Linked DNA regions of Muntiacus reevesi: region 1 is linked to region 2. A link is a contact called in public Hi-C data. All regions are on one chromosome and are shown on one strand. Each heading gives the region's core, a stretch centred on a gene start, on an enhancer-like site or on the middle of the called end of the contact. The rest is flanking DNA. Distances are from core to core; before and after follow the strand shown.

Evidence for each region. A called contact is a pair of places that touch in the nucleus more often than the background predicts.
Region 1: a contact with region 2 is called in a Hi-C map of blood, with 3 times the contacts expected there. The contact joins the promoter of LRRC8C here to the promoter of ZNF326 in region 2. A contact is called at or near these places in 2 of 3 Hi-C or Micro-C datasets (blood and muscle).

What each region holds. Positions count from the first base shown.
Region 1 is chr1:114,419,296-114,424,975 of mMunRee1.1, forward strand. LRRC8C (leucine rich repeat containing 8 VRAC subunit C) reads right to left here and starts at 3,257. Exons shown (of 3, transcript XM_065909278.1): 1 at 3,108-3,257. LOC136149213 (guanylate-binding protein 6-like) reads left to right here and starts at 3,437. Exons shown (of 12, transcript XM_065909310.1): 1 at 3,437-3,750.
Region 2 is chr1:114,057,343-114,062,761 of mMunRee1.1, forward strand. It overlaps ZNF326 (zinc finger protein 326), which reads right to left and starts at 1,506. Exons shown (of 12, transcript XM_065909161.1): 1 at 1,324-1,506. The coding sequence starts at 1,339.

The sequences.
Region 1 (5,680 bases), core at 2,007-4,506, 360 kb after region 2:
AAAGATTGAGGGCAGGAGAAGGGGGTGGCAGAAGATGAGATGGTTGGATGGCATCACTGACTCAATGGACATGAGTTTCAGCAAACTCCAGGAGATAGTGAAGAACAGGGAAGCCTGGTGTGCTGCAGTCCATGGGATGGCGAAGAGTCAGACACGACTTAGTGACTGAACACACAACACACAGGTTTCAGGAGCTGTCAGAAGCACTGTTACATTGAATGCACACAATGATCCAGCTAGGTAGGCTTTACTTATAAGCCCATTATCACACCAAGAAACTGTGGCTCAGAGAAGCTCAATAATGTGAATTAGTTGGCACTTGTTCTATGCAGTAGAGTCAGAATCTGTACCAGCTTTTCCTATCTTGAGGCCATGCCCTTTATCCCATACCAGTCTACAATGATTTATATTTTAAGAGACATTAAGTGAATTAAGGATACCTGCATTAGGATACTTGTCACCTTGTTGGTTGCAATATGCTTTCATGAGTGTTCTGGGCCTGCAGACATAGCCAGCACTCCAGGGATTGCGTATAAACTCTTTGGGAGTGTGTTGTAGCTCATGAGGGCATCATTATCATGTGAATCAGAATAGCTGATGAGCCGCAGTGAAATGTTCATTAGGTTAAGCTCTAAATCAGTCATTTAATAGAGAGCAGTGGCAAGAAGAGGGGTTTGGGAAACAGATGGCCCTGAGTCCAAATGTGAATTCTGCGATATACCAGAAAACCCTGAACAGGTGACCTGACTTCCTTAATCCCCCATTTCCTCATACAGTCCTTATGGTAAGTTAACAATAAATTTATTTAGGAAAAAAAAGAGAGGCAGCTTTGAATAACAAAAAAGTAAATCGTTAAGACCAGAGGATTTGGATGTATGTATTTGTATAACTGATTCACTTTGCTATACACCTGAAACTAACACAACACCGTAAATCAATTATACCCCAATACAAATTAAAAAAAAAAGACAACTAGAGGCTTGGCTTCATTCAGGTATTAACTCAGCTGTATGGTCTTGGATAAGTCACACACTCTGAGCCACTCTCTTCTGTGAAGTGTGAATGGCCATCTGCCTTAAGAGTTTGTTGTCAGATTTTGAGATCACGCATGTCAGGCATCTAGTGCAGCCTGTATTACAGTAATGCTCCATATTAGATTATTAACACCACACTTGGCAAAATAAGTGTGTATTTCCACTCTATTTCTTTTTTAAACTTGGGTTTTACTATGAAGTTATGGGTGACTACAACTTAAGCACACACTATTTAGAATCATTAACAAATTGGTAAAGATTAGACACATTTTTTTTATACTAAAAGCATTCCCTTCTCAAAACACATTTCCTTAAGTGCCTAGTCCATCTGAGAAATAAGAGATTAGTACCATTAACAAAGGCTTTGATCATTTTATTACTAAGAAAGTTGTTAAACATGATTGCTATCTCTGAACTGCTGGTGGGTGAGTGGGCCTTATCTGTGGTCAAATCTGTTATGTGAACCATGAAAAGCATCCATCCTTGCAAAGCTGCTCCCCACCTCTCCCTCAAAAGCAAATAAACAACCTGACCTAAAGAGAGTATTTGATCACTCCAAAGTAAAGCCAGTCTGGGTCAGGTCCACGGTCTTCCCTCTCTAAGCAAGTCACAAGAATGCAAATATCACAGATTGAAACTGTAGACACTTAATCTATTACCCATGTCCACAGGTTTATGAATCTGAGCAAATTTTGTGAAGTATGGATTACCTTTGCGCTTTACACAAAACATTTAAAAATAGAATGTAAAGAAAAATAAAAACTATAAAGCTGACCGCTGAGGAGATGGTGCTCTACTGCGCCAAGAGAGTTAAGACCAGTTGCCTTATCTCTCATCTGGAGGCATTTTAATAACTTGTCCATGAAGAAGTCTCCAGTATGCCTTAGGAAACCACTATATACCTGTCCGGAAATATGACTATTGGTTAAAGCTACATTTTTTACACTATCCACTATTGAGAACTTGTGAGAAATATGTGACTAAAATAAGTCTTGCCATTTCCTTTACCTGTTCCTCCCCCATAAGTCTGCATGAAATAGTTATTCAAATCTCCCTCTGCCCAACGCTGCTGGCACTCACACACAGTTTGATGGGTGCTTATTTTTTAACTTTAAGGTGGATAGGGACTTGAAAGCGTTTCCTAACTGGTTTGCTGGGAGTTCAAAATGCTTAAAAAGAATTCGAAAGCGAAGTTTGGCCTTAACCCTTTGAAATATCAGTCCTGGGATGTGGGCTAGGTGTCCGTGGCACCCAAAGCCAGGTAGAGAGCAAGGTTTTGAAGGGACTAGAATCCGATATACACCGTGGGTGGGGGAGGGAAGAACTGGCAGAGGGAGAGAAGAAAGGAATTAGCTTCTACAGAGCACATCCTAAGGTTGCTGAGTCGCTAACTCCATCCCTAGCCGTGTCGTCGCTGAGAACCAGCTGGAAAGGGAAAGACCAGCGAGCCTGGGTTTGTGTCGAAAGCAGCGGTCTTGGTCTCAATCGCCGGCCTAGACACCTGGTTTCTGGGGCCCGCGAGATCCAGCGAAACCCTCTCTCCCCTCGGGTCCTGCTGGGGAGCAGGCATCTCGCTCTCGTTCCCTTCGGAGACCCAATTCCTCTCTCTCCCCAAAGTGCTAACTTCAGGGGCTCGGGGGTGGTAAGGGAAGAGCTGACCAGTAGGTAAAGACCCTGAGGTCTCAGGGAGGTTTAAGGTTGAAAAGAACGACGATCTCCCCCTGCGTGGCCCCGTTTTCTCCAGGTCCCCCAGCCCCATCCCCCCAAGTCCGCAGAACCTGCCGCGCTGCGCTTGGCGCCAGGCTGGGGTCTCTCACCCGACGCTGGGCTGGCGCGGAATGGGTGGGGTAAGGGTTGGCGGGTCCCCGAGCCCCGGCAGCGGATGGCTCCAGGGACCACACGCCGGGCGGGAGCCCACAGTCCGCCCGCCCGAGAGCCGGGGGAAGGCAGGGACGCGAACGAGGCGGGGCGAGTCGTGGCTCCAGCACACCTAGAGGACCGAGCCGGCGGTCCTCGGCGGGCCGTCCCTCTCCATCGCATCCCATCCCATCCCTCGGCGGTCCCCGCCCTTACCTCTGGGCGCGAGGGTGCCGGCTGCGAACGGTGCTGGGGAGCGGCGAGCCGTCTCCCGGCTGGGCTCAGCGGCGGCCAGCGGCAGCGGGGTCGCCCGCCGGGCGGCTGCTCATGGCCCGTAGCGCCCCGAAGCACTGCGGCCACGGCCACGGCGGCGCCTTCCTCCTAGTCCTCTTCGCGGGCTCCGAGCCGGGACGCAGCTAACGCCCCAGCCCCGCAGCCCTCCTCCCCTCCGCCTCCCCGGCCGCGGACGGAGCCGCCTCCAGCGCCGCCCCGCGAGCAGCCGGGCCAGCGGCAGCCAGCGCCGCCCAGCGCCCGGCCCCGGGGTCGCCGCGCCGCCCGCTGGTCGGCTCCGCGGTGCCAGCCCGCTGTGACGCAGGCCGCCGGGCCCGGGAACTTCCTCCCCGCGGAGACCACCCCGCGCCCGGGCCGGCCGCCCAGGACAGCCGCCGGCCGCCGAGGACTTCCTTCAGGGCGCCCAAGAAGATCTCCCGCCTCTCGCCGGTGGAGCCGCTCTGGCCTCTGGAACGCCCACCTGGCGGCCAGTGCCTGAGGAATGGACCGGGGCCACTACCTTCCCCATCCCGAACCCAAGGCTTCCCTGCGCTGGGCGGCCGCGCCACAGTCGCAGCTCCACCCCGGGGTAAGTTGGAGGGGAGCCGCTACCACTAAAAATAGCCCCTCTGGGCACTCCTCGGAAGGACTGGGGAGGATGGAGATAATCCTTCCTCACTATCCTGCTCCCCTCACAGATGAGCAGAAGGGTGGGAGGGGGTGGTGGGACACACTTCGAGACACAGAGGACAAAGGCAAAAACCAGTTTTCCTGGACCATAAAACCCAGGAGCCGTTCCCTTGACACCTGAGCTTGCTCACCGCTAGGAACCTCCTTGTTCACGCAGCCTGACAACCTGGCGCCAGGTTCTGGGGGACTGAAATCGAATGCTCCGCCTGCAATTTCGTACTGTGCGTGGAGTTGATCTTTCTCGCCAAAACCACCTGTTGTTTAAAGAGTATGGGGGAGGGGGTTTCTTCCTCTCCCCCTCCCCTTTTAAATCGACCTAAACCACGCTTTTCTTCTTCACCTTTCCCTACCCAATTTCAGGATGAAAAGCGAACTCTGCCGTATTGAAAGCCGAGTCATCTGTATAGAAAATCTCCCCAGTGGAAAAATGTACAAACAAGATTACTAAGTAATATAAGATCTTCTGGAATGCCTTACCAATATGAGTTTGTCTAAGAACACCAACAATTAAACTATTGCTTTGTCTTGGCATTCAGGAAAAGAGGGGTGTATGCCAGCAGAGCAATTCATAGACAGCTAGTCTTTTTTTGCTAGTTGGTTTGTTCTTACACACCAAATCTTAAGAAAGCAATCCTCTCTCATTTTACCCCATTTTTATCTCCAAGTCAAAATTAAAATTTGTCAAAAAGTTGATTTCTTAGTCTTAACTGATTTTTCCATGCTCCTCTGGCCAATTCCTACACTTTTTCGAATTCCAGTACTGTTGTTGGGTGTCTTTCACAGAAGAAAACATTCAACCCTCTTAATCCTTAGGAGATGACCCTAACACTAGCCTTAATTAACCTAGAGAACAACACTTAATTCTAAAGTGGGGCCTTCCTCCTAGATAGCAGGTGGGAAAAATTCCTGGAAGTTTCCTAGAGAAAAGACAGAAGCTGACTAGCAATTTGCTACAAACAAACAAAAAAAATTTTTTTTAAGTAAAAATTTGAGTACCTTGTAGGCCACCAGGTACTAGCTGAGTTAACTAGTTAACTCAGTTAGGTTAAATACCTTACCTGGATTCAAACAGTGAGATGAGTACTAAGGGCACAAATATCCTGTGGAGGGCTTTGTTCTTCAGAGGCTTTCTGCCTGCCCCTCTATCCTCCTTGTGCTCCTAAACTCAAGCTTAGTCCTCCCTGAAACGCTGCCTCACTGCCCAATGAAGGAAGCACAATCCTCGACTTTGGACTGAGGTGAACCAGGAAGAAATCCCTGCTTTTTCTGTGTAAATGTAAGGAAATTACTGCTACTTCCTCCACCCCATCAACAGTGTAAGTATAGTACTATAGGGTGATGTGAGAATTAAATAACACACTTAAATCACCAAGAACAGGGCCAAACACTTTATAAGTACTTAGTAAATGGTAGCTGTGGTATTTACTACAATTCATTGCTCAGACAGTAAAGAATCCCCCTGCAGTACAGGAGACATGGGTTCGATCCCTGGGTTGGGAAGATTCTCTAGAGGAGGGCATGGCAACCCACTCCAGTATTCTTGCCTGGAGAATCCCCATGGACAGAGGAGCCTGGTGGGCTATAGTCCATGCGGTTGCAAAGAGTCTGACACAGAGTGAGTGACTTGCACTATTGCTCAGAGAACAAAAGAACCGGAAACAACAATGAAGCTTGGAAATGGATTTGAGTCCCTGCAAGCTGAGTCCCTCCCTGCTCCACCCCATTAATTGCAATCCCTTTTTCTACTCTGTGCCTGCTTTCTAGTAGGATGAGCTGGACAGTTCTGTGTGTAGTCAGGTGATTCCCATGCACCCTGCAGTCTGAGAGGT
Region 2 (5,419 bases), core at 256-2,755:
TAAAGTAAAATTCATTCTCAACTCTGGCATTTCAAATACTCAGTTTAAAGGTATCGATATCAAAACGAATCAAAGTTCAACTAAAACAAACACTGGAGTGTGCTACTGTTAATATCTGAACTTCCTATTTCAAAGTAACTTAAAAGTATCCACAAAAGGTTATTCCAGTCCCCTTTCATATAATTAGACTTGGCAGCTTTAATTCTTCGTGGCATGAAATCAAATCAAAGGTCAAAAGATCATTTAATCAGACTCAGCATATTCAAAGTTAATGTTTTTGATTGGGCTAGAGGCTTACGACTAATTAGTGAAGCCATTTTATTCAGAAATGCCCGGTAACTCATCAGAACTAAATTCAGTTTATTCACATCCCTTTTCATGTCTCCCTAATGCTGTCATTACGCACTCATCTCACCCTGACACCAATCACTATAAAAGTTGGGCAAGATTTGAAGATAATATGAAGACCAAATTAATTTTATTTCGTGAGCGTATGAAACGGTTTAAAGAACTGGCGTGAGAGACGACCGAAAGGTACTGATCATTTAATTAATCAGCAGTCCACCCCCAGGCGGCTGTGTACAGGTCTGAATTTGAAGGGCATGTGATGCTGTGCCATAATTTTGACTAACTTAACACAATGTCCAGAGAAAACACTTTGGTTCACAGAATCATTTTAAATTTAGGGATTAACGCCCGGGCACTGTCTGTTGGCGGATAAACATCCCACTTTGCTAACCAGAAATACCTTACGTTCCATTCTGGATAGAGATCTACTATACTTAATCACTTACAGACGCCCTTTAAACTCATCTTAAAAACTAAGACAACCAAGGAACATGATCATGAACAAGCCTCAGAAAATTCTATTTGGCGAGTAGTAACCTGGAGTTTGGGATTTACTAAAAGGACGATCTGGGTCGCTACCCACCGGGCGAGCGCGAGCCGCGGCGGGGGAGGCCCGCTCGCCCTCTCGCCCAGAACGGGAAGTTGGAGGCTTCCTGGCAATTTGCTCGCAGCGGGGCGGGGGCCGATCTGGGGACTCGGGAGGCCGCGGCGCTCTGGGAGCTTCCTTCCCCGCGCCGAGGCCGGAGCGGAATTCAGGGTCGCGGGCCGCAGAGGGCGCCGGGCGGGGCGATCCGGGCGCGCGGGTCCCCACCGAGGCCGACTCCAGGCACCGGGCCCGAGGCGGGCAGGCGGGCGGGCGGCCTCTAGGCCCGCAGAACAAAGCCCACACGGCCATCTTGAGACGGTAAACAGACCCCGGGGGCAGGCCACCCCGCCTGCCGCCCGCCGCGGTGACCAGCCAGAGGCCGCGCTTACCGTCCTCGAAGTCCATGGCGGAGGCTCGGGGCCGACGGCCTCGGCGGCGCTTGGCTAATCTGTGGCCGGAGAAGAGCACCAGTGACCCGCGGTTCCACACTACGAGTCAGCGCGACCAAGAGCGGCGCTACCGGCCCGGGAGCCGCAGGCCACAGCGAGGCTGGGGGGCGGGCCCGGCCGGCGCTGCCAGCCGCCGCAGCGCGGCCCGCGACTGGCTGGCGCGGGCCGGTGGGCGGGCCCTCGAATGGGGGCGGGAAGCAGGCCCGCTGTCACGCTCCCAGGTGCTGACCCTCTCGGAGTCGCCGAGGGGTAAGGAAGGTTAGAAAGGATCCCAAAGGCTGGCCGGGCTCAAGGGAAAGAAAGCCGGGTTTTCTGGAAGGTCGGGCTGAAGCCCGCCATGTTTGATTCTGGCAAGAGCGAAAGGATCTGCTTGGAATACCTTCCTCCTGCCCGAACTAATATACCACGTGCCGACCTTTCCTTTTTTATTGGCTGATAATGACTGATCGGAAAATGTTAAAAAAAAAAAAAAAAAAACCTTCTGGAGTTTCTGCCTTGGAGATTCAGAAGGCCAGGATATTTTTAGACCCCTGTGAGCAGAGAACAGATTGCTAAATAGCAAACAGTTACGAGTGTGATCCAAGACAGACCACGGTCGAGTTCTGAATTTCAAGGTGCAAAATGAAAGTGTTGTAAAAGTTAACAGAGGGACCTGAACCAAATTTATAGCAATATAATTAGTGTTAATCTAAGGTGTCAACCGTCCAAAAATTGCTGCAGTCAATCTTTAGAGTTGAATAAATAAAAACAATTGCAAAAAAATAAATAAATAAATAAAAGTTAACAGAGGGAAGATTTTTGGAAGGAGTCATCCAGAACTTGAAGAACAACCACGGGCAAACACACATATTGATACATTATATATTAACATATTAACATTGTATTTGGAGAAGGAAATGGCAACCCACTCCAGTATTCTTGCCTGGAAAATTCCGTGGACAGAGGAGCCTGGCAGGCTACAGTCCATGGGGTCACAAAGACTCGGACACGACAGAGGGAGTATCACTCAGCATTGTATTATTCTCACTTTGAAAATAGTGTTGAGGACAGTGGACAGTCACTCGCCCATAAGACAATGTGGGAAAAGACAACTATTTGGTCATTCTAATCCTGGAGCAGCTTCAACTCCAGATTAGATAATATTTTCTCATACAGCAAATTGTGTCAATGATGAGTTGATCACAGGTTAGGAAAGCATGAATCAAGCCGTTTGCCCTTTTTTGAGGTCCAATGAGTTTCCAGAACCAAGTTGCAAGAAAACAGTCTCTGGAAACACGACTAAAGGAAAAACTCCCAGGTATACTAAGTTGTTTGACTGTAGCCCCAGTGGCGCAGAGGTAAATAATCCACCTGCCAATGCAGGAATCACAAGCAATGCGGGTTTGATCCCAGGAAGATCCCCTGGAGTAGGAAATGGCAAGGCACTCCAGTATTCTTGTCTGGAAAGTTCCATGGACAGAGGAGCCTGGCGGGCTACAGTTCATGGGGCTATAGTTCATGGACACGACTGAGCACAGCCCCAAATCTGGGTAGGGCACTGTTCCTTCTTCATCGCTTTCCTTCTCCACCCTCATTGATTCACCCAGTTCTCCACCCTTATAGTATTTTCTTCTTTTTTTTCCCCTCCTATGCACATTTTCTATTCGCCAGAGCAGAACATGTTGAAAACTGAACTCATAACTTCCTTCCTCAAACCTGTTCATCTACTTTTATTCTTTCATCTGTGAATAATGCTGTGTGAGTGGCGTCATGAGCAACCACCCACTACTAATGCAGTCAAGACTCAGCCCTCTCCCATTCTCTCATCGTCAATCCATACCGAAGTCTTTCATCTGCTTATTGCCTCCTAAAATGTCTTACTAATACTTTGCCCGTGATCTCCAATTCACTGCACTACCTAAGTTAGACTCTCATTATCTTTCTCCTAAACTGTTGCCTTGGCTTCCTAAGTAATTTCTCTGTCTTTCCACCTTGACCTTCTCAGGCTCCTCAGGGCCTCAGTGATATGAAAGCAAATCTGAACACATCATGCATCTCTATCACGAATTGGGTGAAGGCAAAGCTTCTAACATAAAACACATCCAGCAGGGTCTGGCCTCTGCCTACCCTGCTACCTTCCTGCATTTCTCCATCCTCCTCTCTCCCCTACTCTTTCTCTATTGATTGGCAGTTTTAAGCTACGTACAGTTCCCAAAACACCCCAATACTTTTTCATGACTCTGAACTTTTGCTTAAGGCTTTTTCTCTGCCGCTCAGTCCTGTCTGACTCTGTGATCCTATGGACTGTAGCCTGCTACCTCCTCTGCCCATTGGCTTTCCCAGTCAAGAATATGGAGTGGGTTGCCTGCCATCTCCTCCAGGGGATCTTCCTGACCCAGGTATCAAACTCGCGTCTCCTGCTTTGGCTGGCGGATTCTTTATCACTGAGCCACTTGGGAAGCCCCCTGGTTAACCCTACTCATGCTCAAAACAGTTCAAAACTTGTTTCCTCTAAGAACACTCTCACATCCCACCCTTGCCCCTAGACCAGTGCTTCTCAAATATTAATGTGCATATGATTCATATTCAGTCAGTCTGGGTTGAAGCTGGAGAGTCTGCATTTCTCACAATTTTCCAGGAGATGCTGCTGCTGGCAGTCAAACTATACTTGGAATAAATAGCAAGACCCTGGGCTCTATTAAAAGCCCCTCCTCTGAGTTTCCTGGGACAGCCTTGCTCTAGCACTGTCTCCTTTGCACAAAATACTATGTCTCTCCACATTAAAAGCCCTTTGAGATTAGACCCAAGTCTTGTTGGTATCCTAAGTGCCAAGCACTTAAGTTTAACAATTAAAACTGAGTTCTCCTGAGACTCTTTTTTTCTTGTTTTTATAATCCAGGGTCTTCAGGTCTTGGCATGAGTGGAAGAAAATAAATATTGGGTCACTTTGTGAATCATGTGCACATATGTGTACACATGCACGTGCGTATGCACACACACACGCACGCACACACCCCTTATTCCCCTGAAAGAGAAAACTGCCAGATAAGAAACTCATAACTCCAGGAAATACCAGAATACGTGGATCTTTTCCTTCCTTCCTTCCTTCCTCCTTCCCTAATACAAATTGTTCTTGCAGAGGCAGGTGGCAATACCTGAGGTACTCCATAATACTCAAGACACTATCAAGTCATTCCCTAATTCATTTTTTTGGGTTTCCCTAGCAATTAGGAGGTAAAGAATCGCCTGCCGATGCAGGAGACGCAAGTTCAATCCCTGGATTGGGAGGAGCCCTAGAGAGGGAAATAGCAACCCACTCCAATACTCATGTCTAGGAAATCCCATGGACAGAGGGGTCTGGCGTGTTACAGTCCCTGGGATCACAAAGAGCTGTACACAACTTAGCACCTAAGTGACACCACCACCAACTGTTTACTGTACAAATCTTGGTTAAGCACCGACCATGCGCCAAACATAGTTTTCTCCATTTGTTCTCTCTTTCCTGCTCCCCAGAGTCTAGCTAGGCTACCTGGTCTTTTCCGGCTTTACTAGGCTCAGATTTTTACCCTGAGGGGCCAGTGTTTTATACAAAGTCTTACATCATTTCATCTTCCATCTATTTCACAAGAGACACAAGGTTAGTAAAGACCAGACCAGCAGAGTCCCTTGGAAAATGAAAGAGAATAGGGGTTTTTAAATGCAGAGGTTAAAGGGTGGGCTGAGACTAAGGAAAGACTTCAGGGAGAAGGAGGAAATGAGGGGCCACACCTAAGATGCAATCCTGACGGAGCTGTCAGAGAAGCCCCACCATCCCACACTCCCCAGAACCTGAGAAAAGCCAGGTGAGTGGACTTCCTGAGAACCCAGGGACCTTTGTTCTTCATCTCCTAACCCTCCACCTACATACCTTCTGCTCCAATGACATAGGATCATGAAAGTCATGTATTTTCACATTTCTATACCTTTGCTTGTCTTGTTCTCTTGGCATCTATTACATCTCCTCCCATCCACCATTCTAAATGTTCACTATCCATGTTTTATCTCTTTTTAAATCCCT